Linked DNA regions of Sus scrofa: all the other regions are linked to region 1. Evidence: chromatin contacts called from public HiChIP or PLAC-seq and promoter capture Hi-C data. All regions are on one chromosome and are shown on one strand. The core of a region is the stretch at or near the end of the contact, and the rest is flanking DNA. Distances in the headings are between cores, read along the strand shown.

What was found. Promoter capture Hi-C pulls out the DNA fragments that hold promoters and counts their contacts. HiChIP or PLAC-seq counts read pairs in DNA pulled down with a chosen protein or histone mark.
Region 2: an H3K27ac HiChIP or PLAC-seq map of alveolar macrophages shows a contact between it and region 1. The contact joins the promoter of DLL4 here to the promoter of EXD1 in region 1. A contact is called at or near these places in 1 of 5 promoter capture datasets (fetal liver) and 1 of 2 datasets of contacts at active chromatin or transcription factors (alveolar macrophages).
Region 3: a contact with region 1 is called in a promoter capture Hi-C map of liver, with 2.6 times the contacts expected there. The contact joins the promoter of VPS18 here to the promoter of EXD1 in region 1. A contact is called at or near these places in 1 of 5 promoter capture datasets (liver) and 2 of 2 datasets of contacts at active chromatin or transcription factors (alveolar macrophages and skeletal muscle).
Region 4: a contact with region 1 is called in an H3K27ac HiChIP or PLAC-seq map of alveolar macrophages. The contact joins the promoter of MGA here to the promoter of EXD1 in region 1. A contact is called at or near these places in 1 of 47 Hi-C or Micro-C datasets (heart right ventricle) and 1 of 2 datasets of contacts at active chromatin or transcription factors (alveolar macrophages).

The regions. Positions count from the first base shown.
Region 1 is chr1:130,108,344-130,114,517 of Sscrofa11.1, forward strand. It overlaps EXD1 (piRNA biogenesis protein EXD1), which reads left to right and starts at 4,118. Exons shown (of 11, transcript XM_021097534.1): 1 at 4,118-4,786. CHP1 (calcineurin B homologous protein 1) reads right to left here and starts at 4,118. Exons shown (of 7, transcript XM_013993169.2): 1 at 3,809-4,118. The coding sequence starts at 3,875.
Region 2 is chr1:130,384,090-130,390,708 of Sscrofa11.1, forward strand. It overlaps DLL4 (delta like canonical Notch ligand 4), which reads right to left and starts at 2,322. Exons shown (of 11, transcript NM_001244418.1): 1 at 1,947-2,322; 2 at 1,566-1,835; 3 at 1,031-1,088; 4 at 1-257. The coding sequence starts at 2,012.
Region 3 is chr1:130,417,585-130,424,621 of Sscrofa11.1, forward strand. VPS18 (vacuolar protein sorting-associated protein 18 homolog) reads right to left here and starts at 2,883. Exons shown (of 6, transcript XM_001929361.4): 1 at 2,806-2,883; 2 at 637-2,678. The coding sequence starts at 727. It overlaps LOC106509024 (a long non-coding RNA gene), which reads left to right and starts at 1,604. Exons shown (of 2, transcript XR_001306223.2): 1 at 1,604-1,724.
Region 4 is chr1:129,695,981-129,702,966 of Sscrofa11.1, forward strand. It overlaps MGA (MAX gene-associated protein), which reads right to left and starts at 1,454. Exons shown (of 25, transcript XM_021097378.1): 1 at 1,313-1,454. It also overlaps the pseudogene LOC110259510.

The sequences.
Region 1 (6,174 bases), core at 2,868-5,367:
CACGTAATCTCAAACCAGCTAAAGGTGTTAGTTATGTGTGCGATTCCATTTCATTAAGACCGAGAAGACAGCAGGGTCTCCTGTAACGATAGAACCTTCAGGAACTACGGCAAGGCAGGTGAGGCCCACGAAGGGGTCCTGCATTTTGAGGCAGGAGCAGCCTGACATTGAACTTCCACTTACATTCTAGCCCAGGAAATTATGCTCAAGCAAATTGCCTTTCCCAGGCTTGTGTTCTTTAACTACAGAGAAATTCACCATAATTCTATCACCACTCCACCCTTTCAAACAAACAAAACCTCACCACCCAGGAAAACTTACTTCCCAAACCTGTTCAACACCTTCGCCATACCACATGCCACACACCAGAAGCTAGGGACTAAAAATAAATGAATTGGCTTTTATTACTACTCAGTTGGCATGAATTGTTTCTCACAGGTTATGTGGCTATTTTTTTTAAATGGTTTTAAGTAATTCACTCCAGGTTATTGCCACATAGTTAAGTGAACTAAAAGGTGAAGATTACAGAAACTCCCAAGACACTTGTGACCTTTCCCCTAATGACAACTTTTATTCGAATGACTTTATGGGAATGCTACAGTGTGAAAGAAGGTAAGAGAACAAAGACAATACATCAAATGTTTTACGCCCACACGAAGTGTTTTTGACAGGGTTTGTGTGTGTGGTTTTTCTTTTCTTTTCTTTCTTTCTTTTTTTTTTTTTTTTTTTTTTGTCTTTTTGCTATTTCTTTGGGCCACTTCCGTGGCATATGGAGGTTCCCAGGCTAGGGGTCCAATTGGAGCTGTAGCCGCTGGCCTACGCCAGAGCCACAGCAACGCAGGATCCGAGCCTCGTCTGCAACCTACACCACAGCTCACGGCAACGCCGGATCGTTAACCCACTGAGCAAGGGCAGGGACCGAACCCGCAACCTCATGGTTCCTAGTCGGAATCGTTAACCACTGCGCCATGACGGGAACTCCCTGTTTTTGTTTTCTTTTTAGGGCTGCACCTGTAGCATATGGAAGTTCCTGGGCTAGGGGTGAAATTGGAGCTGCAGCTGCTGGCCTATACCACGGCAACATGGGATTCGAGCCACATCTTTGCTGCAAGGCCAGATCCTTAATCCACTGAGCAAGGCCAGGGATCAAACCCACAACCTCAGAGAGGCTATGTCGGGTCCCTAGCCCACTGAGTCACAACAGGAACTCTTAAGATTACTGCTTTAAGAATCAACTATGCTGATGAGCACTAACTGGATACACTGGTGGCTCAACTTCCAGAGCAGAGGAATAACGGTGTACCAGGCCAGGGGAGGACAAGGGTAGAAGCCACTCGAAATGCCCTAGGTTAATTTATCCAAACATAATCAAATCATGCATGTATTAAGGCCCAATTCCAGTCCTCCTCAGGCCACCTCACAAGAACTCTTCCCTGAATTCTGAATGTGGGTACCACACAATTTCAGGTACCTAACCCTGTGGGCTTATCTCCACAACCAGGTTGTGGGCATCTTATGTCACCATCTGCTTTGAATACCCAGCATGGTACTGAACTAAGACACTGCAAAAATTCAATAAGTAGTTGTTTCATTAGGCTTTCTGACTTAATTCGTACTTTTACACTGGCTGTGGGTGATAATTCCCTCAGCTTGATTTACTTTTCAGCAGCTAGGAAAATAACTGCAGGAGTACTCAGTTCTCACAAGTCACATAGGAAAATAACCCAGACAGAGTTCTATAGGAACAGAGGCCCCTTTCATTTGTTAAAATGTAATAAAACCAGAATGGGATTACTGCTCCCTTCATCTTAAGACAAAAATTGCTTTTTCCACCTTCACTCTGATGCACACTCCCTCATTATATGACTTTTATTTTAAGCACAAACACTTTAACTCTGGTGTCACCTAAGAAAGTAGTTCTCACAGGATTTATCGTTGTGGTACAGCAGAAATGAATCCGACAAGTATCCATAAGGATGCAGGTTCTATCCCTGGCCTTACTTATTGGGTCAGGGACCCAACATTGCTATGAGCTGTGGTGAAGGTCACAGACAAGCCTCGGATCCCGAGTTGCTGTGGCTGTGGCATAGGCTGGCAGCTGTACCTCCAATTTGACCCCTAGCCTGGGAACTTCCATATGCTACAGGTGTGGCCCTAAAATAAATAAATAAATGAAATAAAATAAAGTAGTTCTTATATTTACAAGTGTGGCCAGAGGTCACAGCCACAAAGTGTTAAAATTCTTGCCCATATTTCCACTCTTGGAGTCAGAGTAAGTCATAAAATGACCATAAGGTCAAGTGGCCAAACATACTGCACATTATAAACAGCTAACTATTTTCTGTCATTTGTTCAAAATCATAAAAAGGACTACTTTGGAAGGTGGAGTTCCCATTATGGCTCAGGAGTAATGAGCCTGACTAGTATCCAAGACGATATGAGTTTGATCCCCGGCCTCACTTGGTGGGTTAAGGATCCAGTGTTGCTGTGAGCTGTGGTGTAGGTAGAAAACGTGGCTCAGATCCCTTGTGGCTATGGCTGTGGCATAGGCCAGCAGTTGAAGCTCCAATTTGACCTCTAGACTGGGAACTTCCATATGCCGCAGGTTTGGCCCTAAAAAATAAAATAAATATAATAAAAAGAACTACATTGGAAGGTGGTGAGCTCACCATCCTTAAAGTCATTATGGAGAGACTTAATGACCATGAGTTTGGAGATGCTGAAAGCAGTAAACCAATCTGAGAAGGGATGAGACTAGATAAATAACATCCCTTCCAACTTGAAGATTCTAGAAAGTTAAACAGCATTTAATTTATCTCAGGCCACCACTGCCTGAGTAATTCTGAAGTTACCCAAGCACTCACTATTATCTGCAAATGGACCATTCGGTGACTTACTTGTCATCTCATTATCAAAGACAGGTATCCTAAAACTCAGAACCCAGATGCTTCCACAAATCATGTAAAATACATGAGTCATAATGGATTAGTGAGAAGAGAAAATATCATACGCATTATCGAGGGCCAGCTACACAAATATATGATGTTTTCTGGGATTCTGAAATCCCAAAGCCATGTTACCCCTTTCTGGTTAATGAGGAAGAGACTGGATTATTAAAGTCAGTTCCTAAAACAAATTCACACTGAGATTTTTGGAGCACATCCAGTTTCTATGGCGACTGCATAAAGTAAACCAGCATAATAGAAATCAATATATCTGAAATCAGGACAGCAAACATCCTCAGTGTAAATTTAAAAAACTGGTAGTCACAGAATCCGTACTTTCTCTCCACAAGTTCAAAATGAAAGAAGTCTCACTCTCAGATCCCTGACTCTTTAAGGTCTCCCATCAGCAGGTCATGTCTTCCAAAGCCTTACTATACGATCTCACTTTCTGTATTTATTTTTCTAGCTGAGGCAATAATTTGTTTGATTTCCCACCGTTGTCAGTAGCTGTAACACCCTGCCCAGAAACGTCACAGAAACGGACAGAATGTTTTCTACAGGATTCCTTCAGAAATTTGAGGTTGTTCCAGAAAGATAAAAAATTCGGAGACTTTCAAGTGCAAGAGGAGAAAAGAGCGGGATTACTTTGAGCAGGACAACCCCACAGGAGCCAGAGCCCCACTCTGGGTAGCTGTAGCTGTAAGAACTGGTTCTCCATCATCCCCGAAGCTCTAGCGCTGGAAACTTCCCAGGAACCCCACAACCTCCCGGCACCCCAGCTTCAGACTTCAGCTACAGTTACCCTCCCTCCTGAGGCCAACCGGCGGCGCCCGGCCGCGTTGCCACCCCCTACCCGAACTCACAGCCAGTCTCCTTCTTGATCTCCTCGAGCTCTTCGTCCCGCAGTAACGTGGAGGCCCGGGACCCCATCACTAAGCCGGGAGCTCCTCCGGGAGCAGGGGCGCCTGAAGCGACAGCGGCTGCAGGAGAGAGGGAAGAAGGGGAGGAAGGACCGGGGTCAAAAACGGAGAGGGCAGTATTTCTACTGAGGGCCGGGAAGGGAACCCAGGGGTGGCGCGCGGAGAAGGGCGGCCCAGAGGCCCAGCCAATTGGGAGTGAGACTGCGCCCGGCTCAGGAGCCGACGTCGACGTTCCTAGCTCCAGCCCCCGAATGAATCAGCCCAGCGCCAGGCCAGGTCTAGCTCAAAACGGACCACGCCCCCGGAACCATGATGCCACCGGCCTTAAATGGGCAATGCCACTCTGGCCTTAGAGACCGCAATTAAAAGGGCAACGCCTTGACCCACCGTTTTACAACACGCAGACCTGTGACATACAGCGTAGCCAACCCCTTTATCACAGAACTCTAATTCTAGAAACCCCACCCTACAACTGGCATGGATCGCGGAGAGAAACAATCAAAATAGACAAAACGTCGCTTGGGTGAAAGCCAGGGCGTGTCTCCTGGGAACTGCATGCTGGGAGTTGCATCTCATTTTTCCTGCCTGGGGGGCGCTCGGGTGCCAGCTTCGGGGCCGCGCGCTGATTGGCTCCTTGGGAAACAGCCGGGACCTTCTGTTCAGGCCGGTTGGCGTCCGCTCCGCTGCGTCGGTGTCCTGCGCTGCGTACTTTTCTGTAATTTGTTTTTTTCTGGACTGTCCTTTGGTAACAGCCACCGCGGGCTTGGAACTTCCCGAGAGTTCTTCCTTAACAGCAGTCCCTCTTTTGTTAGTTCAAGACTGAAGCGCGAGGAACTCACCATTTGGCTGAAATAGGGACCAGATTTCCTAAACTTCCGTCGGAGAAAAAAAAATCTAACGGTGGAGGAGAGAATTTCTAGTGTATGGCCCGCAGTTTGTTTTTAAGTTTCTTATTTTGCCTTAAAGATGAGGGATTTTGCATTTTGTTCTCATGGCATATTTTTGTTTTCCTGAAAACGCTTAAAGCCACTTGTTAAATTAGTACACCCTGCCAGGTGAACCAGATCTTTAACTGTGGCTTCAGTGCCTTTACACCCCTTCACTCGATTGTTGGGCTTATTACAGAACAGATTTGAATTATGGAAGAACCAAATTTTGACCTCTGTCACTTAGTACCTAAGTACTAGAAGGCTATTTTAGCGAGCTGCCCAAGTCAACTTAGATTACTAGTTTTTAAGCTTTACCTAAGGCTTTGATAGATTGGCATGAGATCAAGTTTATAGTCTTACTGAGTTTGTTTTCGTGATTGACTTACTCTGTTTTGTCCTAATAATGTCTGCCGTCATACACAGAATGTAGCATTTTGGATATGCTCGTCTAGACCACAGGAGCTTCCTTTTATCCTGCGAGTATGAGTATGGTAGAAAAAGTTTGATGTCAGCGACATGTGTCCATTTTCTGAGTCTGCCTTGAAGCCTGTCTCTGGATCCTGACCTTACTTGTTCTTCCAAATTTTGAATCTTACCTTTTGCAGCTGTCCTCAAGGCTTTCTTTGCTTTGTGTTGTTTTTCTGATTTACTTTAACATTTCTTAAATTTCCTTATTGTCCAAGCATTTCACAAACTTGTTTCTTATGTTTTTAAAAATACAGATGATTATCTCTATGAAGGGCTGGTATTTCCAGTTTTAGGTTCGCTGTTATTTCTGTAAAAATTCCCCTTTGCCTGTTGGATTAGTGAGCAAAGAAGAATGGTCTTTCCAGGTGCTCTGGTGACTTGTTTTATGCTGTCTCTGAATGCATAACACCAGGGATCTCGTAGGGGTTTTAGTTCAAGTTTCAAGTTCTAGCTCTGTGACTTTGGGCAGGTGTCTTACATCTTTAAGCGTCAGTCCTACATCTGTAAATTAGGTAATTATTGAGGCATTAAATAATTTTTGTGAAAGCACTTGCTAGACCTTAAATTTTAAAATGTGTTTTTCTGGTTAAAAATGATAACTTCTCATCTTCTTTCTAGTTGAATTGGGCCTTATTTAGTCAATGTTTTATAGTTAAATAAGTTGCAAAATTCACTTGTTGTCTATGCCTAGTGTGGCAAAAGCAAGCCACTTTTAAATTTAAACCATTCTCATCTTCTTCCTAGTTGAACTGGGCCTTAGTTATTTGGTCAATGTTTTATAGCTAAAGTAAATGGAAAATTCACTGGTTGACTGTTCCTAGTGTGGCAAAGGCAAGCCACTTTTAAATTTAAACCAATGTAAATTTAAACATTTAGCTGGGGTTCTAAATGCAAAGACATCCAAATAACAGG
Region 2 (6,619 bases), core at 1,072-3,571, 270 kb after region 1:
GCAGTACTCCCCAGTCCAGCCAGGCAGGCAGGAAAGGCTGCCATCTGGCTGGCACACGTAGTGGCCGAAGTGGTCATTGCGCTTCTTGCATAGACGTGAGCAGCTGTCCCCATAGTAGTTGTCACTGCAGATGACCCGGTAGGAGTAGCGCAGCCTTGTGAGAGGGCTGGTCTGCTCATCCAGTAACCACTTCTGGCCCACAGGAAGGGAGCCCTGGATGGCGATCTTGCTGATGAGTGCGTCTGGTGGCAAGGCCTCTGAAGGGGCAGAGGGCCAGGTCAAGGAAGGGCAGCCAGGCCCCAAGAGTGCCAGCAACTTCTGGATCAAACCAGTTGTCCAGATGATCCCCACCTGCCAGCAAGCACAGGCCAGAGGAACCCAAGTGTCCCACTGCTTAGCTGCTCTGTGCATGCATGTGCAGAGGGCCTGATACCATTCAAAAAGGGGACAATAGAAGGATGTTAAGCTATCCAGTGTTCTGGAGGCAGATAGGCAAGGGAAAGAGGAAAAGAGGTCAAAATGGGGTGGGGGGAGAAAAAGAAAAGCTCTCCAGGCCTTTGAGGACTCTGGGAGCAAGGGGTCCTCTGGTGCCCATTCAGGGGTTCTGCCCTCAGAGATGGGTACTGCTTTTCTTTTTCCTTTTCAAAGTGAGGATTGTTGTGCTGCTGAAATATCCTTTTCCTCTGTGTCAGAACAACATCCCAAAGCCATTATTCCCTTTCCAAAGGAGCGGAATTCGCGAAAGGTGTAAAATACAGGAAGGGGCCCGTCAGCGGCGCTGGCAGCTTCGGCCTTTCTCACCGCCGTGCTCCCCGCGTTCCCACGCCAAAAATAACCCGCAGGAAACGCAATTGTGCTCAGAGTCCAGGCAGCGGGCGGAATCTGAGCGTCCAGCGCGGGGCGCAGCTCCCGGCCAAGCTAAGCGTCCTGCCCCCCACCCTCCACCCCGCACTTCCCCCGCCTATTTCAGATTAACTCTTTCGGCGCTGCGCCGTGTCGCCCCCCTGTGGCCGCGGAGCGAGCTACTCACCTGGTCGCAGGTCGTCTCCTGGCGCGTGCCAAGCTTCGATGATGAGTGAGAAAGTACCCTGGGAACGGAAAGGAGGGGGCGGGGGAAGACAGAAAGAAAGCAAGTTGAACAGGGGGTGGTGGGAGTGCCTTGTTGCAGCCGGTTTAATTAATCTAATTGCAGGATACAGTTACTGTACCCGAGTCAACATAACGGGCTCATCATCCCGCGCAAGCAGGGAAGGGGAAAGAACCCCGGGTAGGAGGAGGGTTGAGGGATGGGGGAATGTACGTGAGACTCATTCGAAGGTAGAGGACCCGCTGGGGTGGTAGGTGATGAAAATCGTATTTCAAGAGCTAGGGGAACAGAGGGCGCAGAACAGGGAAGAGAGAGACGAGTGAGAGCCTACTAGAGGGTGAGGTCCCAGGCATCGAAAGAAAGGATCCTAAGAGAGCGCCCCACTTTTTTGGAAGGGAGTGAGGAAATCTAGGGAGAGGGCTTTAATCTCAGGGAGATCCCTTCTCTCGGCCTCCCAGTGAGCCCAGACTGTGCTCACCGGCCAGGTGAAATTGAAGGGCAGTTGAAGAGGGTTGCGTCCGCCGCCGCTACTGTCGTCCCCGACGGCGAAGGAATTGGTGCCCAGCACAGGCGTGGAGACGCTGCCGAAGGTGCAGGGCCCGGGCGAGACGACCGCCTGAAAGTGCTTAAGGCAGACGCGGAAGAAGGTCCGGCAACCGGGTTCGCACCGCCGCCCGCTGGCTAGTACGCCGCGCTCGTTGGCAAACTCCTGCAGCTGCAGCTGGAAGACGCCGGAGCCGGCCGCGCGCTATTGCACAGGGACGGAGGGAAGGAGGAAGGAGAGCGGTCAGGTCGGCGGACGCCAGGGGCTGTAGCCCGCGGCGCGGTGGGAAGGGGCGGAGGGGGCGCGGGACGTTACCTGCTGCCAAAGTGCCACTAGCAGCAGTAGCGCCCAGCCAGAGGGGCTACGGGACGCAGCTGCCATTCCCCGGGGCGTCGCTCTCTCCACCCGCCGACCGTGAAGCTTTCCCGCGCGTCCAACCGCCGGAGGGGTCCCTGAAAAGCCAGGCTCCACTCGGGGCTTTCCTCACGCCTCGCTTTCTCGCTAACTCCGCTCCAACTGCCGCGGTAGGTAATCCAGGTGAGGACGACCGGGCGGCGACCGCTCTGAGGACGTGTCCTCGGGCTAATCCTGGGGCTGTAAGCAGACGAGGGCCCGGGTATACTGCACTGAGGCGGCTTGAACTGCGGCTCTTGGCCTCGCGTTCCCAGTCTGCGCTCAGCGCCGCTACTGAAACCTGCGCGTTCGGGAGCTTTCCTTATATATATTGGCTCCTCTCTTAACCCGCCTGTCACTCAGACTCGTGGTCACTCTCCCCTCCCCTCGAGCCTCTAGCTGCTACAGCCCCAGCGCCGCCCGGAGGGGGCCTCCGCCCCCGCCTTCCCCCCTCCCCGTCAGCCAGTCAGGCACAGGTCCCCGCCCCTCCGTGCAGCTCTCAGCCCCTGGATCCCCCAGCTCAGCGCTTGTCGAAGAAACCAATTCTCCACAACTGGGGGTTACAAGCCGCGACCCCGGCTGTGCGAGGATAGGGGGAGGGCCGAGAGGAATGGGGCGGGAGGTGAGCGAGTGTTTCCCGGATGGCTGTGGGGGCGGAGACATTGGGGAGTCCCCGTGGGTGGTGTGTCCGCAGCCGGCATTAGTTACCTGCAGCACTAGAGCAGGTAAAAAGAACTTAAGCTCAGAAAGCGAAACTAGTGCTAAAGAATTCCAATCTCCACCTTCCCCAAGCTTCGGGAGCCCTGGCGTCGCCCGGCCGCAACCTGTGAGCGTCCACCCACCACGCCCCCTCCCCTGTACAGCAGGGAAGCTAGCGGAGGCATTATCCTTTCAGTGGCCACTCGGGGCAAGGCGAAGAGCCAAGCGTCTAAGACTCAGGGGCTCGGCCCTCCACCTGGTTGGCTTCTCCCACTCCGGTTGCGCGGGGGTAGGGGGCGTCCAGAGCGTGCCTCCTTCCTTCTGCCTGCCCCTTCTGCCTCCCGCCTGGGCTCTGTGCGTGCCAGTCCCCAGACGCACAGTCCCGGTGCAGGGGATAGGAGGCGTGGTCCGGGAATAAGGGGGGCGCGTCCTCAGCTGTATGGTAATAAGGGTCTGGCCCCGCCTCCAAGCGCCTCCCCTCACCTAGGTTTAGCTTCAGCTTCAGCTCCAGCGCCCACCTTCTCCCTCCACCCCAGCTGCCCCAAGCCCCCGACCGCCCGCGTCCTGTCGCTCCTTTGAGGCAGGGAGGAACTCCCCTGGCTCCTGAGTTGGCTGAAGCCACTAGCGAGTCAACGTGAGAGGCTAAGTCTGGGCAGACCCGGGTCCTCTCCTCATACGGCGAAATGTAGGGTGGAACTGGAAGCGCGGGGACTCGTTTAAGTTTCAGGCAGTTTCACCGTCTTGCCTTCGCAGCTCCCTCGGGTGGCCCCACTTCTCAGAGCGGCGGCAACGCAGCTGCTTTCCCGGAACCGGCGTGATCCCCGGAGGCTTTAGACTGGGGAGAGCCGGCTTCTACTAGTGTCGGGGGTGCCGGAGAGTTCTCTCTGCGACGCTGAGGGTGGCGGGGGCTCTGTGGCTTCAGCTGTCAGCCCGCCCGCACAGCGATGGCTGTCGTCCGGCGATAAGATCAGCGCAGGGGCGGGGGGAGCAGGGACGCGTTGCGGGCCCCGGGGAGACTTGGGGTTGGGGGGCGGCGCGAAGCCCAACAGCTGCCCAGGCCGCGCATGGGTCTGATTTTTTTTTTTTTTTTTTTTTTCTTGAGGGTGGTGGCGGAGGACTCGGGGAGAAGGATGAGAAACAAGAGGTTGGGAGCGTGGGTTGGGGGAGGGGCGAGGTGAGGAGACGGGCTCCGGGGTCCCCCACGCACGGCCACCCCTCCCAGCCACCATCTGGCGCGAGCGGGTTGGCGTGGGGAACCGAGGTGGGGCGGGGGCCGGCAGATGGGCCCAGGCTGCGCTCCAGAGTTAATGTAGGTTATGGACAGGCGGAGTCCCCAGACCCGAGGGAGGAGGAGCCCCGGGCTTGCCTCCCAGGGATCCTGACAAGTGGGTTTTCCGCTCACACTCTACGGTCCTAGTTCTGCCCAGGGTGCCAAAGAGCGCCCCTTGATTTCTTCTGAGCTGGCATCCAGCCCCACCTAGTTCTGTCCACCTCCGACCCCAAATCCTGGCTTGGCAGTTCATTAAAAACAAAACAAACAAAAACGCAAAACCTCTCCTTTTCTGGCTCTGGCTCTTGCCTGAACCTCCAGAGATACATCCAGTCCTACAGGAGGCATCTTGCTCAATATTGGCAGATCTGGAACACATTCTATCTCTCATACACATCTGGACTAATGTGCCCAAAAGCAAACAATCAAGGAGCAAACAAAAGTATCATCATTATTCGCAGAGTCAAGAGTTCTTGCAAGGGATCCCAGAGACCTAGAAATCCTCTGACCTGAAGAAGAAAGGATTAAATTCTCTTCACCATCAAAAGGCATTAATTAAGCACCTATTTGCTACATCACTGGTGCTGTCCCAGAAATTCATTTACTCCCCTCAGACGCTGGGACTTCACCCTTGGGCCTGAACACCCACTAGTGCTCCAATCTGCTGGGGTCCAGCTTTGCACACATTTGCTAAGCTGGAGAGGGTTGCTTTGTGGGCAGGGAATAGAAACCCAGACGGCTCCTCAGATGGGGCCCCCCTACTTTTCTCCTATTCATAACTTGTGGACAGAATGACCCAACATCATATTCTGGGGGTTCCAAGGAGCTGGAGGTTGTGAGGTGATCAGAGGCTGCTAATCACAGTGGGATTGAAGCCACGTGGACATCTACGATCCTACTCCAAAGTAAATGCTAGGCAACCCCTGGAGAGGCGGCATGGATGCAAGGCCCGAAAGATCTGGGCTTCCAAGCCAGAGGGGTGTTGACGCCTGACTTCAGGCAAGGCCCACAGCCTCTGCCGCAAGGGCCTTCGGCTTCTGCTGTCCTCTCTGTTTGGGCCCTGCACACAGCCCCCAGCAGGAGGAACTTGCACCTGGGGCCGGGACGCGCCAAGGTGGCCTCCCAACCTTGCCCCCGAGCTGACCTCTAGTAATTAGGCTGGACTAGGGCCCAGTAGAGCTTCGGTGCCCCCCCGCCCCCGGTAGCCTACGCGCGGTCCCCAGGGCAGGCGGCGCAGCTCCTGGGACTCCGGCGCCATTTTCCACCTCCACTCCCACCCCCCGGACAGCGTTCTCCGCGGACGAACTGCACTCAGGTAGGAGCGCGGTGGGGGCCGGGCCACAGCGCCTGCCGGGCAGGCCAGGAGCGGGGGGAGCTGGCCTGGCTTGGGCGGGGCGCTTAAGCCCTGAGGGGCGCCGCTGTGGTCGCTGCGGAGAAAGGGCCACGTGCAGGGAGCGGCGGCCGGGGAGCTGCACAGAAGGCGGGGAGATTTGCAAACTGTTGCTGCCACATGGCTGCTCCATTCGATCCATTCACATTGAAATGAGGCCGGCGCGTGCCTCATCTGCTGCAGGGCGCTGCCACGCGTCAGCCCGGCCCGCCGCGTGCCAACTGGGGCAGTGGGGCTGGCAGGGCCTGGCAGCCGTGGGGGCGCAGCCCAGGCCCTGAGGCCAGGCGGGCGGGACGGGAGGGAGAGGTGGGGGGAGCCGAGCTACACTAGCCGCTCAGGCGCCGCAGTTTCGCGGACCTTGGCCCTGCAATTGCAAGCCGGCCGACGTGAAAGGACCAGCACCGACGGGTTTCGGAGGGGGGCCAGGATCGATGCCGCCGCTCCCCGCAGATGCGCCCCAGCAGCGCTACTCTCCATCTGCCGCTGCTCGCACCTGCCGGTCAATAAATCGATTTTACAATTTAATGCAGCAGCTTCCCGCCCGCCTGGGACAGATGCCGCCGCAGAACCACCTCCGCCCTCGCCCCTCCCCTCGAGGGGCGCCAGCGGTTAGGGCCGGGATTCCCGCTCAGCAGGCGGCGCCCCGCGGGGCCCCGTTCACCTCTCTCTAGAATCCCTACAAGGAACTGCCTGCTCCGGGTCTTTCCCGCGGGACAAGTGGGTTCCCCACAGGACTGACCTGAGGCTGGTGGAGGAGAAAGAAAGATGACTGGGTGGTGGCCTTGAAGACTCATTTGGGGCCTTCACAGCGGCTGGGGGAGAGGAACAGAATGCAGTGGCTGATGACTGGATGTGAGAGCCTCTGTAAGAAGGAGGAAGGGGTAGCACCTAGGGCATGGGCACTGAGAGCCACTGAGTTCTGAAGAATCTCCATGAGAGAGCCCTGTGGGGGGTGGGGGGTGCAGTGGGGGTTGAGGTAGAATGTGGCCTCTCCCAAACTCTTCTTGAGTCTGTTAGCATGATATTATGATCTGGCTCTTGGCGCTTTCCAACCATATGGTCTTGGACTTGTGGTTTAACTAGCTCTACACCTCAGTTTTCTCATCTGTGCAATGGGGATAATAATGATAGCCACCTGGAAGGTGGCTGATTATGTGTTTGCTAATGAGTTCCTGGAGGAAAGGAAAGAAAAATGAGAGCTGAAGGCAAACAGTCATAAAGAATGAGGCAAGAGGA
Region 3 (7,037 bases), core at 1,633-4,132, 310 kb after region 1:
GTCTTTAGAAGAATGAGGGCAGAGGGGTTCTTGGGGGACAGTTCCAGTCAGTTGGTTAACAAACTGCTGGTGCTTCCTGTCTAGCCTTTAACTCTCATTCCTTCACCACTGCATAAAACATTCCAGCACTTCAGACCCCTCTGCCAATTCTGTACTACTTTCCACAAAAATATCCCCTCATTGCCCAGCTGCATGGAGCTTTAATGATAGCCTAAAATACTTCATTTTTCCGTGTTCAGTGACAAAGTTCCCTCTAGGACCATGCTCCTCCCCCTACAACATTTCTCTTTCACCAGATTCTTCATCCACTCTCTTCCTCTCACCTCCACAACGGGTCTGGAGCCTATTCTCAGTTTTCCCATCTGCAGCCCTCTAAGCAAGTCACTTCCTTATCTGAGTCCCAGTTCCCTCTTATAAGGACCCTAGTGGCAGGGCCTAGATCACGCGGCTGCTCTTGCTGCTCTTTCAAACTTTGACCATCCACCCGCTAGATTAGAGCCTGAGGAGAATCTAGGGCCTAGATCCCTACTGCAAGTCCGGGGAGGCTAACCCGAGCTCTTGGAGCCCCCCTCCCCGCCCCTCTCCTGCAGATGCCAGGAAAGCTGAGAGGTGCAGCGGCGCCCTCACTTTCCTTACCCGAATGGGGGATGCCCACGCTGGGGCAGCCGGGCTGCAAGACGGCCGAGCGGGACAGGGAGTCCTCATATTCATCCAAGATAGACGCCATGGTGCCCGGCCGCTGGGTCCTCCGTCCCAGGCCCAGAGATTACAACAGGGCTCCCCACAGGGATCCCCGTCTCCCCAGATGGGAAGCTGCGACTCCTCAGCTTCGATCTGGATCTGACAGATCCTGGTAATTCGGCTCCTCCTCTTTAAAATCCTATGGATCTTCTCGCTCTCGCCTTATAGAGCGAGAAGACCAGGGAGCCCTCCCCCCTTGAAGGGGGCTCAATTCAGCACCCAACTCCCGCGCCTAAAAAAACATCGGCTCCCTTCGATCACTCTCAGGTGATCCCAACCTCGCCCGAGGAGCTCAGCTGACTCCCGCCCCCAGGACGCGCGCCTATAACGTAACTTCCGGGTTCTCAGAAGCCGATGTTTGCTCGCGCAGGAACGTCGCCCGGCCGGCCACTGGGAGGAGGTGAGGAGTGAGGAAGGGCGGGGCCAAGGCCTAATCCCCTCTCCAGGGGAGCCCTCTGCTTGTGCGGGAGCCTGCACGCCTTGCAGCGGGAGAAGAGCCGGTTGCTGGGCGGGCCCTGCTGAACACAAGCCCCTCCCTCCTGGACCCTGCTGCAGTTCCGGATTTGGACACCGGGAGGCAATCCCGGCTTTCCCAGCCCCCTTCCCCGACCCTCCCAGGGCAGTCCAGCCCCAGCCTCGGAGCCAGTCCCTAGCACATTTCACACCCAGGCTTACCTCCGTGAGAAGAACGCTCAGGCTCTCTCTGTCCAGCTCCGGCTCCCATCTTTTTAAACAGCCCGTTGTCCGAGTTACCCAGGAGAACCTCCTCAATCTAATTGCCGTCTTGACCCTACCTTCACAAGGCACAGGCAAACACTCCTGGCTTCTCCCACATCCAGGGACCCACCGGCTTCCAGAAAGTGGCAGAGCTGGTGGTCCGGCTCGCAGGAAGCCATGTGCTACCTAACCTGCTCCGTAGTGGCTCCTTGGTGTCAGAGGAGACAAGAGGAGCAACAGAGAAGACGAAGAAGCACTGCTAAGAGGTAGTGGGCCGCTTCCATTCACTCATTTAACAAAAAGGTGTTGAGCCCTTACTCTATGCCTGGCCTTGGGCTAGGTGCTGGGGTTACTTAGGTAAGTACAACACCGTCCTTGAAGGTCATAATCCAGCGGGGGCGATGGGTCAGTAAATAGATAATTAATACCAGAAAAGCGATTGATGATTTGTTCGAAGCTCAGTCGTTCTCACGTGAGCAGACACACACTCTGTCAGACACTGTTCCAGGCTGGGGCGGCACCATAGAGAACAGAACAGATAAAAAATGCCCTTCGCTCCTGACGTGTAGCCAGGTACGTGGTCACAGTGCTATGGCAGCACGAAGGAGCAGGGAACAAATACCTGAAAAGCAGGCAGGAATGAGGGACAAGTGACTTTGGAGGTAGGTGAGGAGTCCAGAGCAGCAGAACAGCGAAGGTTCGGATGCTACTGCCACTGGGTTTCTCTCTTCCATTTGCCTAGGCGACCCATACTGCAGTCTTTTCTCTCCTGGGGCTCATTGACTTTGCTACCTTGCTAAAGTGGAAGGCTCTTGACCAGCGTCACCCTTTCCTGGTTTTAATCGGTAGTCCCCAGTTATGACTAAGAGCGCCCCCTTTACCCTCAAAAGAGCCCAGGTGCGCACCATGCATTGTGTGGAGAGTCCACACTTGCTGAATTTCCCTGACAGGCCTAGAGAGTGAACCCTCACCAGCCCTTGCCGAAGGCTCTCTGGGCCTGGACTGCCCCTCCCACCGCCCGTCTGATTTGCGGTAAAACATAACTTCCCTCTGGCCGGGTCTTGCTTCTCCCGCCGTCTATGCCGCCAGGGGCGCTGCGCTCAGGTTAGGTCCCTGGAGGGAAGGTGCCGAGCTGGGAGGTAGGCAGGTCTCTGGCCTGGGAAAAGTAATCCCAGCCAGGGAACTGCCCTGCCCTTACTTAAAACTCCATCTCAGATCACCTGCATTAGGGAAACACAAATAGGTCCAGACAAAGGTCAAATAACCAGAAAAGGTACATTTACAGTGTGCTGACGATGTGCCAAGCACCATGCTAAGTTTCTAATATTTAATGTTATTTCAGCTTACCCTCGCACTAATGCTAAGAAGTAGGCACTGCTCCTTTCCCCACATTACAAAAGCAGAAACTGAAATTCGACCTGGTGGAGCAATTTGTCCAAGGTCACGTGGCCAGGAAGTGGAGGAAGCCAGGAGGCAATATTCAAATCCAAACAAACGCTGAAGAGTGGATAGTGAAACACACTGTTCACGCCCCCAGTGCAAGCAAGAGAAGAGGGCTACAGCTGCATCCTTAGGTCAGGTCTGGACGCTGCAGAGCAAGTATCCTCCCTGCGTGGAGCTGTTTAGCACAGAAGGGGTGTCTCAGGAACTCAGAATCTTTCCAGTCACCTCCTCACTGTCCCCAGAGCCTCCCTCCTGGTTCCACTGCTCTCTGGGATATATGGGATGGGGCCTAAGTGGGCTTGCCTGCTGCAGATTCAGTTCATACTCCCTGTTGGTTGATTACAGCAGTTTTCCCCCATATCCTCCTTCTTCAATGTTAGGCCAGTCTTTGAAGTAAGAGTCAGAGGCCAGCCTTTTTTTTTTTTTTTTTAATCTTTTTAGGGCCACATTCACGGCATATAGAGGTTCTCAGGCTAGGGGTCAAGTCGGAGCTGTAGCTGCCAGCCTATGCCTCAACCACAACCAAAGCAACACCAGATCTGAGCCGCATCTGCGATCTACACCACAGTTCACAGCTATGCCTGACCCTTAACCTACTGAAGCCAGGGCTGAACCTGTGTCCTCATGGATACTAGTCAGATTTATTTCTGCTGAGCCATGATAGGAACTCCCAGAGACCAGCCTTTACTCCTGCCCAGCCACTCACTAGCTGTGACACTGTGTATATATATATATATATTTTTTTTTTTGGTCTTTTTGTCTTTGTTGTTGTTGTTGTTGTTGCTATTTCTTGGGCCGCTCCCGCAGCATATGGAGGTTCCCAGGCTAGGGGTCGAATCGGAGCTGTAGCCACCGGCCTACGCCAGAGCCACAGCAACTCGGGATCCGAGCTGCGTCTGCAACCTACACCACAGCTCACGGCAACGCCAGATCATTAACCCACTGAGCAAGGGCAGGGACCGAACCCGCAACCTCATGGTTCCTAGTCGGATTCGTTAACCACTGCGCCACAACAGGAACTCCGACACTGTGTATATTTGATGCTGTTAGCTTTGGTCTCCTCATCTAAAGAAATAGATATAATGATACTTATCTCTTAGGTCTGTGTTGAAGAGTAAATGAGGTGATCTAGGTGAAAGCTCATTGTAATAACATGTGCTCAGTAAACTCTAAATATGGTTTTAATCTGACAGTCACTCTCAAGTCCACCTCTTCCATGAAGACTCCCTGGACCACAACTTCTCTCTCAGAAATGCTGTGGCTTATCTTGTATTGATCACTTACTGGCACTTACATATGAAGTGTGGGCATTTTGCTTTGATATGACAGAAGCTGACTGTGAGGATAACTCAAACACTCCTGAGCACCTGAATACAGAGGTGCCTTAGGGAACTCGCAGCTGGAGATTGAGCTTCACCAGCTCCTACCCCTCAGAATTCCTGTGGTAATTGCCATGAGACAGGCAAGGACTGACTGCTGAGCCAAGGAGAGAAAGGATTGTTGTATGAAAGCAGGTGGTTTGTGCTAAGACTTGAAGTGCATATATGATTTTCAAGGGCAAAAAAGGGAAAGTGTTAGGCAGCCCTCAAGAAAACCAAGAGCAGGAGTTTTAGTTGTGCTCAACAGTAACAAACCCAACTAGTATCCATGAGGATGAGGGTTTGATCCCTGCCCTCGCTCAGTGGGTTAAGGATCCAGAGTTGCCGTGAGCTGCAGTGTAGGCTGCAGGTGTGGCTCGGATCCAGTGTTGCTGTGGCCATGGTGTAGGCTGGCAGCTGTAGATCTGATTCAAACCCCTCACCTGGAAACTTCCATACCCTGCATGTGCAGCCCTAAAAAGCAAAAAAGAAAACCAAGAGCAAAGGCCTGCAAGTAGTGTGATGTTTGGGGGCTGGGTGGAAAGCTGGAGCATGGGAAGTAGGGCAGTTGGAGAAATGGGACTGGCTGTGCCCAGATTGTGAAAGCTATTGAATGGGCCATCAGAAAGTTTTCACTGGGGATGAAACCATCTGATGTGGGTTCTGGAAAGATTTGTGGTGGCTTGGGTGAAGTCCGCATTAGAGAGAATGGGATCTGAGGCAGAAGCAGAGGAGAAGAGGTGAGGGCCCAGCCCAGAAAAGAGAGAGTAGACTGGGAAGACTCGGGGGAGACATAAATGAGGAAAGGCCGCTGGGTGTATTGTCAAGTTAGACATTGTGGGGAGAGGGGTTGTGGGGAAGGGTGCAGGATGGCTCTGGGGAGACCTGGCAGATGGAATAGTGACACCTTTGTCTGGGAGGGGGAAGAGCTGGGTAGGGGTGGGACAGAGGTCACAAGGGCCCACAAAACTTGAGGGCCCTGCAGGGCATTTATTCCAAGAGACCCAGCACCTGTGGGGTATTCACTAACTCACTGATAAAAATTCAGCAATTGCACGAATGAGCTTTTCTCAAGCTTCAGTTTCTAAATTTGTAAAAGAAGAAAACTTGACCTTGTAGTATTGTGAATAATATAGGCTGTTTTGCAAGTCACTCTGAGCCCTTGCCCGCACCTAGAAAATGCTCAACAAAAGTTAACTGTAGTGGTAATTGTTGTCTGAATGAAGACCCAGACCAAAAGGAAATGATTTAATTGACTTAAGTAAGTAATTAGGTTTTTAAGACTTTCTTTCTTAGGATGGTTTTACATTAACAGAAAAAAGTGAGATGATAGTAAAAAGTTTTCTTAAACCTTACTTCCAGTTTCCCTTATTATGAACATCTTCCATTAGTGTGGTACATTTGTTAAAATTAATGAACCAATATTGATACATTATTATTAACTAAAGTCCGTACTTTATTCAGATTTCTTTAGTTTTTAACCTAATATCTTCTGTTCTGGGATCCCATCCACGATAAAACCTTGTATTTAGTTGTCTTGTCTCCTTTGGCTGTTCTTGACTGTGGCAGTTTCTCAGACCTCCCTTGTCTTAGGTGACCTTGACAGTTTTGAGGAATACTGGGCAGATAGGATGATTTCCATTGGAATTTGATGTCTTTTTTTTTAGACTGGGGTTATGGGTTTGGGGAGGTAAAATACCCTTATCATCATATCATATCAAGGGTGCATACCATCAACTCAACTTATCACTGTTGATGTTGACCTTTATTTTGGCCTCAGCACTCAGAAGGTCCGGGGCCAGGGATCAAATCCATCCCACAGCAGTTACCCAAGCCCCAGCAGTGACAACACTGGATACTTAACCCATTGAGCCACCAGGGAATTCCCATTAATGTTGAGCTTGATCCCCTGACTGAGGTTTGTCAGATTTTTCCACTGTGAAGTTACTCTTCCCCTCCTTTCCAGACTGTACTCTTTGGAAGGAAGTCACCATACACAGCCTATGCTTAAGGAGTAGCGGTGTATGCTTCCTCGATGGTAAAGTACAAATCATTTGGGATTCTTTTGCATGGAAGATTTAGGAATTTGTTTATAAATTTAATTGGTTTTAATCATTTATATATGCATACATATAAAATGAACTCCACTGTGTGCTTTTTGGCCATCTGTCTGTTTTTGGAGAAATGTCTGTTTATATCTTCTGCCCATTTTTTGATTGGGTTGGTTGGGGTTTTTTTTATTTATTTTTTTGTATATTTTGGAGATTAATCCCTTGCCAGTTGCTTCATTTGCAATTTTTTTTTTTTTTTTTTGGTCTTTTTGCCATTTCTTGGGCCGCTCCCGAGGCATATGGAGGTTCCCAGGCTAGGGGTCGAATCGGAGCTGTAGCCACCAGCCCACGCCAGAGCCACAGCAACGCGGGATCCGAGCCGCGTCTGCAACCTACACCACAGCTCACGGCAACGCCAGATCGTTAACCCACTGAGCAAGGGCAGGGACCGAACCCGCAACCTCATGGTTCCTAGTCGGATTCGTTAACCACTGCGCCACGACGGGAACTCCTATTTGCAAATATTTTATCCCATTCTTTGGGTTGTCTTTTTGTTTTAGTTATGGTGTCCTTTGCTGTGCAAAGGCTTGGTTTTTGTTTTTGTTTTTTTTTTGGTCTTTTTGCCATTTCTTGGACTGCTCCCGCGGCATATGGAGGTTCCCAGGCTAGGGGTCGAATCAGAGCTGTAGCCGCCGGCCTACACCAGAGCCACAGCAATGCGGGATCC
Region 4 (6,986 bases), core at 204-2,703, 420 kb before region 1:
AGCAACCCGGCCCTCTCAGGCCTGCCCCCTTTCCCAGGAGCCGCCACGCCACCTTCAGGCAGTTTCTCTGCAGCCTAGCCGCGGCGTCGTGCCCAAAGAAGCAGAGCAGGCAGTGTTTGTCAGCGACTCTGCTGCAAAAGCCCGAGGAACTTTACAACATACACAGGCAGCGCACGGGTGGGCTCGAGAGTTCTTTTGATCCACGTGTCTGCCTTGGCGACGCGAACCCTGGGAGAGTGGTCTTCCCTCAGAAGGAGAGTACTTTTGGTTATTTACGCTGCCATCAGTAACCGCTCCCCCCGCCCTTTTCAGACCTCCAGCACGCTCCCCGCTAATACCCTCGCCAAAAGGAGGCATCTCCAGAGTTCCGAAGATAAAGTAAAAACCTTCAGAGCAAGACACTATCACTTCCCATTATCAACCCAGTTTGAACTAATCCCTAACTTCTCCACACTCTTCGGACACAGATTCCTCAACTTTGGTTACTGATGCTTCCAAGAGATTTATGTCCCAGACCCATCTACCACTGAAAGAGGACTCCTACTTGATAATTTAACAGAAGCAGGAAGCCACACAGAACCAGCCAAAGGCTGCCCCACAGAGGTTTAAAGAAAATAACACCTGCTCTCCCCACCTGTTTTCCCCGCCCTCATTTCTGCACTTAAGAACCACCAGCCCTTTGTTTACCAAGTTCCCTCTCCTTTACAGCTCACTTCCTTGCCCTCCTTCTTTATTAAACTCGCGATCTCGCCTCAAACAACTTGCCCCAAAATTACATACTAAATGAGGGGTTTTGTACAGGTGTCAAAACGAAGCACACAGCTCCTTAGAAAAGCGAGGTCAGCACCGATTCCCTCGGAGTTTAGGAACCCCAAGACCTGAGCTCTCAAAGGTAAAGCACAGAAGCACAGCTCTCGAACTACAGCCCGGCGCGGGGCTGGAAGGCGTCACGCGGATCGTACCATGCGGTGCAGCACCCCACGCACGCGAGGGCAGGGCCGCGCCATGGGCGCTTCTCACCCCGCCCGCCTCGTGGCCGCTCTTGCTGGCGTCGATGTTCCCAGCTAGTTCGCTGCGCTACGCGGAAGTGAGGCCGGGGACGCGCGCGAGGTGACATGCGCAGCCTCGCTCAGAGGACCATAGGCGCGCGCCAAAGGCAGCCCCGCGCAAGGCCGGGCCTGGCCGCGGCGTGCGAAGATCGCTCAGCTGACCGCTTCTCACGCCGTAAAAACACTCAAGAGCTTCAAACTCTTGGAAAACTCCAATTGGGCCAGTACTAAGGAGACGCCCTCCACCCAGGCCCGAGAGTTACCGTGCGGGGCGTGGCCGGCCTCACCCGGAGTCCTTCACATCCCGCTGGGGGCGGGTTATTCTGTTCGGTTCGCACACCGTGTGTCCGCTCCAGCTGAAGAGTCTGCGCGCGCACCGGACGTCCACGTCATCGCGCACGCGCTCCTACCCGCTCGGAGCCCGCCGCGCAAGCGCAAAAGGAGGCGCGAGCAGCACCACCCTCGCCCCTCCCCCAACACCAGGAGGCCAAACGGCCCCGGAGCTGCGACAAGACCCTTGGGACCCGCCCCTGGAGCTGAAGCCGCTGCCTTTCCGGGAGTCAACAACCAAGAAAAGCCTACTGAAGCTTCCAGAATCAAGAGTGGCGAGGCAGGAGGGAGGCACCCCAATTCCCTCAGCGTCGCGCACGAAGCCTTCGTGAAAACTGTGAAACCTTTGCCCGCGGGGCTTTCTCAACTGAACCTTCCACCTTTTCAATTGGGCTTTTCGCCGGCCCCGCCCTGCCGCGCCCAGCCCCAGCCCCACCCAAGTGAGGTTCCGCAGCCCCCAAGGCTTTAGGAGCCCGTCAAATGAATCTGAGATCTTCCTCCTCCTCAAAAGTGCTGTGGGCTTAGAGAGCACCAGGACTTCGGGAATCGTTGAAGAAAAGACCCTGAGATAGAGTTTGCAACATCTACAACCAAAGAACACTAGTAAAGTAGGGAGGAGTCTGAAAACCTCAATGCCCAGTAGGAAGGGAAGAAGAGTTGCTACTAGCTTGCCTGATAAAAAGACGAAAGATGTCTTGATAGAAGGTTAAAACGTGGATATGAGAATTTTGCACGATAGAGTATTATCTGAGCTTTAATGCCCTGATCCTGCGTTTTCAATTTTTGTTTGTTCAAGATATTTAAGCTATGGGTTGCAAACAAAAATCTAACAAGTATATATTGAGTGTCAGACAGTTGCTAAGTTAACAGTATTTCTCCCAAGGAAATATCAAAGATTATCCTTCTTCTTTCCCACCCCTTACCAGCCATTCTTTCTTCTGTGCTAACACTCTAGTAAAAAGGGAGAGTTGTTTAAAGTGAGAGAAAAGAGGCAAAATAGAAGTAGGTAGTAAAAGAGCAGAAACTGTGGTCCAAGTCTCCAAACTATTTCCTTTCACTCTCTTAGAAGAACTGCCAAGTACTGAGAACCTGCTAGGTGGACTTAATGCAAAATACTGCGAAGGAGAATGAGGGGGTTACAAGAAAGGAGCCAATAAGAAGAGGCTTATCCCAGAATGATCTGAGCTGGACTCCAGGCGTATTAGGAATGGTCTTCTTTTTCTTCCTGAGAGGATATGCCACATCACCAGGTGAAAATGTGCTGGAGTTAGCATGGAATGGAAAACATGTAGGCTAAAGTTGACGGACTTCTGAAGTTGCTCTGAAACCCCCATTCAGGCACTGTCAACCACAACATTGGTGCAACAAATGAATAATACCTAAGTTCCAGGCAAAACTGAAAAGTAACAGTTTCTTTGACACCTTCCTCCTCTTCCCTGACCCCAAGAACCTCTTTCCTGGAAGCTGCCTTATCAGAATCTCCCACTTATTCAAGAATGCTATTCTCTCAAAGGTCTAAGGTTTCCTCATACAAAATTTCCATTTTCTGAAGCAGAAATAAAGTCTGACTTACCATTAAAGCATCTGATCATAAGGTAAATGACAACTGGTTAACAACCATGGCTGGTCGTAGTTGCATCCCAAAAAGGATAGTTTAACGCAAATGATATCTCAGTTGGGAAATCTGTGAGGACATCTTGAAGGTGAGGGAGAATGGAGTTTTTCTTTTCCTAGTTTCTCCTCACACCAGGCAAACAGATTATGAAATGCTAGGTACTTACTAAAAATTTTTTTTTCAAGAGTCAGCACTGGATCTCCTGATGGAAAAGGTAAACTACTCATATTTTTTCAAAATGGGGTCTGCCTAATCTATAAAGATCTAGAGATATACTCTCAAGAATCGAAACTGGGAGGTCCCTGGTAGCTTACTGGTTAAAGATCTGAACAGTTAAGGATCCAGCACTGTCATTGTGGCACAGGTTCAGTCACTGGCCCAGGAATTTGTGTGCCATGGGCACAGCCAAAAACAAACAACAACAAAAAAGAATCTGAGAACTTATAAATATTATTTTCATACAGATAATCCAAAAATAATAATACTGCCACACTATTTCAATGGTGTACTTTTTTCTCTTTTTTAGCCACCCCACAGCATGTGGAGTTCCTAGGCCAGGGATAAGATCCCTGCCACAGTTGTGACCTACACCAGAGCTGAGGCAATGCTGAATCCTTAACCCACTGTGACAGCCAGGGATGGAACCTATATCGCAGGACTCCAGAGATACTGCCAATCCATTGCACCACAGTAGGAACTCCTGGCCTACTTCTGACTTAACACAATGCTAGTATCAAGTAACCACTTTTTTGTTTCCTTTTTCAAGTAACCTCTGTGCATTCAACCTTTAATGCAAGGTTTCTCGGACTAGGATCCTAGGATATATTCTTGGATATATATAAAAGAACTTCTTCCTTTAAAAGGCATCCTTATATAAGCCAAGTTTTTAAAATGCCAAGCTGCCTAACTGCTAGACTTGATCCTCATAAGTTTCACTTTTTCTTTTGGAATTCTCTCATTCCAATTATCAGAGCTCACCTTGTTCATCCAAACTGATAAAAAAAAATTTCCCTTGGATTTCCCTGGTTGGACTTTCAAAGAGATTTTACTCTTTGTAAAAGAGTAAAAACAGAAAATGCATGTAATATAAACAATCTGGCCTTAGTTTTGATCCAAGACTGCTCTATAAACACAAAAGCCCTATCTCAATTACATGTACATTTTTCCTATTCAACAAATACTTGAGTGCCCTGCATATGCTGAGGATAGAAGACAGGCAGCTCCATGGAAAATGGCCAGTAGGCACATGAAACAATGCTCAACATCATTAATTATTAGAGAAATGCAAATCAAAGCTACGATGAGGTAACTTACACTGGTAAGAATCACCATCATTAATAAGTCTACAAATAACAAATGCTGGAGAGGGTTCAGAGAAAAGGGAACCCTCCTCCACTGCTAGTGGGAAAGTAAATTGGTACAACCACTATGGAAAATAGTATGGTGATTCTTTAGAAAGCTAAATACATAATGATCTAGCAATCCCACTCCTGGGCATATACCTGGACAAAACTATAATTCAAAAAGATATAGGCACCCGTATGTTCACTGCAGCACAATTCACAATAGCCAAGATGTGAAAACAACCTACATGTCCATCAAAAGATGAATGGACTAAAAAGATGTGATACATATATACAATGGAATACTAGTCAGGCATAAAAAAGAATGAAAGAATGTCATTCACAGCAAAATGAATGTGACAAGAGATTATCATACTAAGTGAAATCAGAAAGAGAAGGAGGAGTTCCTGTTGTGATTCAGCAGTTAACAAACCCGACTAGTATCCATGAGGACGAGGTTCCATCCCTGGCCTTACTCAGTGGGTTAAGGATCCAGCATTGCTGTGAGCTGTGGTGTAAGTCACAGATGTGGCTCAGATCCTTGCTTGGTGTAGGCCAGCAGCTGTAGCTCCAATTCAACCCCTAGCCTGGGAACTTCCATATGCCACAGGTGTGGCCCTAAAGACCAAAAAAAAAAAAAGAGAGAGAGAGAAAGAAGGACAAATACCATATGATATCACTGTATGTGGAATATAAAATATGGCACAAATGACCTATCTACAAAACAGAAACAGAATCACAGACATAGAGAACAGACTTGTGGTTGCCAAGAAGGAAGCGGGAGGGAGTGGGATAGACTGGGAGTTTGGGGTTAATAAATGCAAACTATTACATTTAGAATGCACAGACAATAAGGTCCTACTGTACAACACAGGGAACTACATCCAATCTTCTGGGACAGACCATGATGGAAAATAATACTAAAAAAGAATGTAAAAATGTAAAGAATGTAAAAAAGACAGGTACCACATGGCTGTTCAAATGTCTACACTAGGAGTTCCCATCGTGGCCCAGTGGTTAACGAATCCGACTAGGAACCATGAGGTTGCGGGTTCGGTCCCTGCCCTTGCTCAGTGGGTTAACGATCCGGCGTTGCCATGAGCTGTGGTGGAGGTTGCAGACACTGCTCGGATCCCTCGTTGCTGTGTCTCCGGCGTAGGCCGGTGACTACAGCTCCGATTAGACACCTAGCCCGGGAACCTCCATATGCCACGGGAGCGGCCCTAGAAAAGGCAAAAAGACAAAAAAAAAAAAGATGTCTACACGAAAACCCCAAAGACTTGGCAAAAGTTAACAGAATCAATCCACCAGCAAAATAAACTATATTCCTTATCCAGTCTATCCAGATCAACCTTCCCAGATCTAATTCTACTGAAGACATACTTCCCTCAAATGACTAAAAGATAAAATGATCACTCTTCAGATAAGACCATTACCACCTCTAATAACTCCTGGGTTGTAGTCTTTACAATATCTTAATTCAATACTATAAAGATCATTCTTAGAATAAGAGCTATATAAAGACTGGATCCCAAAATAAGCTTGTTTTTTTAACACCCCCCCCAAAAAAAACTTTCACTAGCCAGATTTCACTAAAAACTTATGAGCTTAGCAGTGGAAAAAGAGGGAATCCTACCAGCTTACATTCAACTCCATCCTTGAGTACTGTTTCGTACTGAAAATAAAACCAAGTCATGTAGGAAGAAAATAAAACCAAGTCATGTAGGAAGAAAATAAAACCAAGTCATGTAGCTCTAATATCTGAAACTTGGACTAAAGAATTAAAGGCAGCAAGAGTCCTGCCCTGAAGGAGCTAATAATCTATCCAATGAAGTTAAAAGTTTTTTAATCAATATAGTAATGTGATTAAAAGCATGTTAAATATTAGCTAAGAAAAGTAAGGCTGAAAAAAAGAATAGAAATGCGATGGAGTGTTTTCAGCGTACATGAATAAACACCATTCCCTCTTGCTACCCCGTATCTCAAATCTATGCAATCATATTCCTTACCCTTTACTTATGATCTTCCCAAATGCCTCAAACCTAACTTCTATTCGTCATTCATGCCAAAGCCTAAATGTCCCTTCTTCAAGAAACTTTCCTTAACCCCCAATATCAGATACGGTCTTCTATTACATTTTCTCACAGTACTTTTTTATAACACCTACCACAATTGTAATTATTTTTTAAACTATGCACTAATGAATAATTTGCCCACTAGACTGTTATCACTATTCTAGTGCCTAGCAAAATGTCTGGAACAAATCAGACACCTAATATTTGTTGAATAAATGAATATGAAACCATAGGTCCCAGTTTTCCAGGCAAGTCCAAATATCACGTACTGAATTAATGTCCAACTATTTGGAATTTGGAGAACAGTCATGATACATCTAATCATACTCACATTATATAAGGAAAAAAGCATCCTACTTTGGCCGACATTTTCCAAAGGTGTATACCTGTAGTTAGAAAAAACTAGTACCAATGTCTGTTAGCTCAAATTATTTCTCCTTGGAGGAATGGATAAATATATTGACAGGGCAGATGCTTTAAGAAATAAGAATATTTTTCTAGGAAAGTCTAATTACTTATTGACTGCCTTTTGCCTGGGTGACTTCTGACTGTATATTACCCAGGAAATCAACAA